Regions from separate parts of the Danio rerio genome. Here region 2 is linked to region 1. A link is a contact called in public HiChIP or PLAC-seq data. All regions are on one chromosome and are shown on one strand. The core of a region is the stretch at or near the end of the contact, and the rest is flanking DNA. Distances in the headings are between cores, read along the strand shown.

Region 1 (2,821 bases), core at 186-2,685:
TCATCAACGGTTCAGGCTGATAGTGGTGGTGTAATGGTGTGGGGGATGTTTTCTTGGCACACTTTGGGCCTATTAGTATCAATTGAGCATCGTCTCAATGCCACAGCCTACCTGAGTATTGTTGCTGACCATGTCCATCCCTTTATGACCACAGTGTACCATCTTCTGATGGCTATAACATGTCATAAAGCATGAATCATCTCAGACTGGTTTCTTGAACATGACAATGAGTTCACTGTACTCAAATGGCCTCCACAGTCACTAGATCTCAATCCAATAGAGCACCTTTGGGATGTGGTGGAACAGGAGATTCGCATCATGGATGTGCAGCTGCTATCATGTCAATATGGACCAAAATCTCTGAGGAATATTTCCAGCACCTTGTTAAATCTATGCCACTAAGAATTAAGCAAAAGGGGGTCCATCCTGGTACTAGTAAGGTGTACCTAATAAAGTGGCTGGTGAGTGTGTTGTGTATATATATAAAAAGTGTGAAAAGTGTGTATGCATAATAAGCAGGAAAAGTGATAAAACTCACAAGTAGTTCAGCTTTCTACGTCACTAAAGTGTATTTTATTGAGTGTCTTCAGATGCAACCTTCTATGAGCATTTTATGAAATGTTCACCTATTATTCATGCACACAAAAGAAAATGTATACAAAGAAGAACCGCAGACTTCCTGTAGCTCATTGTTGTGACGCCTCGCATTCGGTTAGTAAGGCAACACCGCCCTCTGCCAACTGAACAGCGCGCTGTCATTGGACTCCGCTACAGCCACTGCCTGCCAATCACCAGCTAAGCCCCGCCTACCACCAGCCGCCAAGGTGAAGCGTAGAAGGAATACAGCTGCGGATTCTCATGTTAATTTTTGTGACACAACAATAAATAATATATTTTTTTATATTACTGCGAGAGTTAGGTTTAGGGTTGGGGTAGACGTTAATAAAATACAATAATGGGTATTTTGATATGCATAAGGCTCTGTGTAATTACTGTTTTACATTACTGTTATGGTTGGGTTTAGGGTTGTCATCGGGTAGACATTAGAAAAATACAGTTTAATGGCTATTTTAATAAATAATATGAATAATACTCTGTATAAATTCTGCTTTACATTACTGTGTGATAGTTGGTTTAGGGTTGGAGAGCGGGTAGGCGTTGATAAATACAATTTAATGGGTAATTTTATAATTAAAATTACTGTTTTTATATTACGGTGCTGATTGGGTTTAGAGTTGGGGTAGGGGTAGACGTTAATAAATTCAGTTAATGGATATTTAAATAAAAAATAAATAATTCTCTTTAACTTTCAGATGCAGCTGTATCCATTCTGGCAACCTCCAGCCTCCCTTGCAGCCGCTTCCTGTCAATCAGCTACCAAGCTCCTCCCACCGCCAAATTTTGACTGTAAACATCCCGCCGAGAGCGCGCGCCATCTTTGTCGGATTCAATGAGAGGAAACGGTTGCTAACTTCTCTCCGTAGGAGGGGAGAGAAAAGACTGATCACGAACAACACGGATAAGATATTTTGAATGGTACGTCCCAAAAAATTCGTGTTTTTGTGGATAAATGAGATTAAGAAGGGGAATGTGCGAGCAGGGGGATGAAATTTGACGCTCGCGCTGCTTACGTGCTGCGGCTAATCAACAGTTGGCTAAGGCTAATTGCTAACGATAGCTTACGAATTATTTGGCTCTGAAAGCGTTATTAAAATGACTGAATTACCAATTTATGGCGTTTAAAAGATCAACGCGAGTGAGATAAAATTAAGTTACATCGTTTACACTCTATATGTTCTAGAAATTATTTTTTTAAAAGCGAAATAGCGTCGCTTGCTTATCAGCTGCTTAGCCAAACGCTAGTGTGGACACAAACGCAACAGTTCTGCATGTTTAAATCGAGCTGCTTGTTTATACGTTTGCATGTTTAGTTTTCTTATCTTGTTTTTATAAAATTTAGAACAATTGTTTTGGATAATGCACTTCATTAAGGGCGTAAAAGTGTGGTTTAGCTCATTTTCTTCATGTTATAATGCTGGTGTGAAGGCGGGCAATTCTTCAAAATAAACCAACTAACGTAACGTTAGCATCTCGGCTAGCTTTAAGAAGTAGCTTTGTCTTTTATAAGATAATTTTGTATTTAATAGGCTTATGATTGATTGTTTTGTGTTAGATGTGGTACGAATGCCCTTTATTGTGCAGTTCTATGGTCTTGCCTAAATGCACGTGCACTTTATTGCCATATTGTGTATATATATCTGCATTTTGTAGATTGATCTGCATTAGATCTTATGCATGCTGTTTTGTTGTCTTGTATAAAAATGCATGTGCTTGTAGATGTATAGGGTTTAGATATGGTCAGTTGCATTTTATCTCTTCTCATAATTTGCTGACTTATCCATCATATGCATCTTCTAGTCTAATGGATCTGGTGTCCGCGGGGTCTTAATTTTCAAAAACTAAATTATAGACTTTTAAATAGTCTTTAATTTGCGTAATTACTGTGTTGTAGGTCTTTGATAATTTTTAATAAGTCTAAATTTACCTATGTCCTTGTAAAGTTACCCTATCAGGAAAAGACCCAACCAATCACCAGCAATACATCTCAATAAAACTTTTTACAAAAAGATTTTTTAACACTATCTAGCACGTGCACTTTATTGGCATATTGTAGATTGATCTGCATTAGATATGGTGTACGTTATGCAGTTTTGTTATATATATGTTGTCTTTTAATTTAATAACTTATCCATCACAGGCATCTTCAAGTCTAATGGATTTTATACATCACTGTAGTCTGAAAAGGGTGTCTGCGGGGTCT
Region 2 (2,877 bases), core at 337-2,836, 170 kb before region 1:
GCAAAGCCATTTGAAAACTACAGTAAAGTTAGAATCACTGCGTTTAGTGAAGCGTCTGAGTACAAGACACTGAATATGTATGTTTCACATGTTTACTGCATTTGCTCTATGCAATTCTAATTTATTCACAGCATTGTGCAAAAGAATAAATACACCCTTATTTACAACAAACATAAATATTTACAATTTTGACAGACATGACATAAGCAAATGCATGGTTTCCGCTACATTCATTCTTCCATGGCAGGACGCCACGCTAAAATTGATCCGGCCACAGCTACATTACAGCTTTTCATTCAAAACATTTAGTCCTGTTTTTTTTTAATAGCAGATGATAATCGCACCAAAACATATTAAAAGATAAGTGTATTATAACAGCGCAAACATTTTTGTAACCGTAGTAGTGCTGTGCATCATTTGTTTAACCCTTTAAGGTTACGCGCTGACTGACTGACTGACTGACAGGTGTGTGATGCGTGAGGCCAGCAAACACGACGTATAGCCGCTACACATTACTTCAGGATGCATTACTGCAGCTGTTTGTCTATTAGAGACATTCATAAATATTCCTAGCAAATCTAATAAATGTTGGAGACATACTCGTTACATAAACACACTATATCGCACTTCAGCAGCATTTATTTGAGAGCGCACACGAAGATCTGCGCTTGAGCAGCATATATTTGAGGGCGTGGAAGAAGTTTTGTACACGAGCAGAGGAAAACGGCACGCAAGCAAAAAGATTAGCATGCTCGTAGGCTATTATATAAATGGGATCTCGACTTGTAATACTGCGCTCACAAGATTTGTCATTGAAATAACGCCACAGGTAGTTGGTAGATCTGTGTAAAAAAGGCCTGCCGCCACAGCTGGAAAATATCCTAAAGGAAACACTGAAATGATAATGTTATAAAACAGCAGAGAGTTGTGTGAAAGCAGTTGATGCATGTCCAAAAGCATTTGCAATTTGTTGGTAAAAATTTGAAACTGCTACTATGATGTGCATAAATAACTTAATTGTTTCTGAGAAATGCATTAGCTGTTATGCAAATGTAAATAGCATTGTGAGAAATGCACCAAAGCCACTGAGAAAAACTATTTTAAAAATTATATATATTTCCACAAAAAAAAGTATATATTGTTAAATATTTTGCCATCTTCTATGAATTTAAATGACTATTTCATTCATATTTATTAACATTATTGTCTAAGATTTATAAAACATAAACAATTTGTTGTGTATTTGTTAAAATAAATATTTATAAAGAAAAATAATTATATTTAAAAACTATATACTTATTTTTTCCTCCAAAATAATAAACATTGTTGAATATTTTGCAATCTTCTATGTTTTGACAAAGACTGTATTTTCATTGAAACAATGTAGAGAGTTGAACTATTAGGCATTTTCAGGCATTTGATACTGAACGCTGAACAGCAGAGATGTATTTCTCCACCTCCAGCATTTAATAATAAACAGCTGTCACAGCTCTGATTGAATTCTGTCAGCTATAAGAGAGAAACAGCCGTTGTTTATGGTCCGCAGTCAGCGTTTGCGCTAGTAAATAACTGTGTCAGGTCTGCACTCGCCTCCTTGACCCTCTTTGACCTGTGACCTCGGCTGCGTCTGGATTTATTACAGTCCATCTCTGCATTCATGAGCATTACCATCTCTGCTGGAGAGAAGAGTCAACAGGGTGTTAGAAACACTGCTCTGAATACGCTTTCTGGTTTAACATGCACACTTTCATTTATCCTTTTAAAATGTCACTGCCTCTGAATTTTCTATTACAGAGATTGTAATAATTACCATATAATAAAACCAGCATGTATAAGCAAAGCAGTTAGGGTATCCACTGTATCTGTGTCAAATTTATTTTGGTCCTAAAACCAGTTTGCAAACCCAGTCCTGCATGAAAACTGCATTTCTTCTTTGGAAAATGTTAAAGGCAAGACTAATTATTATTGTGAACGAATATTAAATGAATTTATGTGATAAAAAATAATGATTTCATTAGTCCTGCCAAAAGATTAATCATGAATATTCACATCCCAAATAAAAGCTTATTTTTATATATACATGTATAGTAGGGATGTGCGGAGCAGCCGGTATTTGTATTTGTATTTGTATTTGTTGAGGGGGGAAAAGTATTTGTATTTGTATTTGTATTTGTATTCGAGTAAAATTCTAAATGGCGCAAAAATATATATTTTTTCTATTACACTTCTAATTTACGTTATAGTGAAAGTATTGTTTAATTATACCCATTATATAAATTATAGATATGCAATATTGGCTGTTGTTTTTGAACATGTGACAAGAAATGTCTTTGAAAAGAAAATAACATAGAAGCCATTATCTCATCCATGGTTAAACCAACAACTAATAAAATCCCATTGTGAATATTATGAACCCCACCACCACTGTTCTTGTTGAAGGACACTGAATAGACAATAAAAACAAATAATACTTCAAAAAACTGTTCTTCTTCAGAAAGAACTTCTTTCCAATGCACAGAATTCCAAATACTAATATTAACTAAATAAATCTAAATAAAACCCTGCCTGGGAGATCTGGCAGAACAAAAGTATTCTATATAATACTAAAAGATACAGCCCTGCTATTATCATCTGCCAGCCACAAAAAAAGACACAAAGTTTGTTTGTTTGTTTATTTAGAGATATCTGCAAATATTTTTCAATGGAAGTCAATAGAGGAATATGACTAGTCAGTCATAATATATTTGCAGATATTTCCAATCTGACTAGTCGAATTATAATTATGACAAGTCAAAATATAATTAGAGATCTCTCTAAATATATTTATGGATAGTCTGAACAAGGTTTAAATGCTAAAACGGCTTGCCATACGCTTTC

The links. HiChIP or PLAC-seq counts read pairs in DNA pulled down with a chosen protein or histone mark.
Region 2: an H3K4me3 HiChIP or PLAC-seq map of embryo shows a contact between it and region 1, with 5 times the contacts expected there. The contact joins the enhancer-like site here to the promoter of rad21a in region 1. A contact is called at or near these places in 5 of 18 Hi-C or Micro-C datasets (caudal fin, embryo, skeletal muscle and 1 more) and 3 of 4 datasets of contacts at active chromatin or transcription factors (caudal fin, embryo and gastrula embryo).

What each region holds. Positions count from the first base shown.
Region 1 is chr16:52,904,491-52,907,311 of GRCz12tu, reverse strand. It overlaps rad21a (RAD21 cohesin complex component a), which reads left to right and starts at 1,435. Exons shown (of 14, transcript NM_199595.1): 1 at 1,435-1,536.
Region 2 is chr16:53,069,775-53,072,651 of GRCz12tu, reverse strand. No RefSeq gene overlaps it. Among named protein-coding and RNA genes, the nearest start is that of gpsm3, 23 kb to the left of the region's middle. Within about 2 kb of position 1,586, at least 3 of the 62 cell types and tissues checked have an H3K27ac peak or open chromatin away from gene starts, as enhancers often do.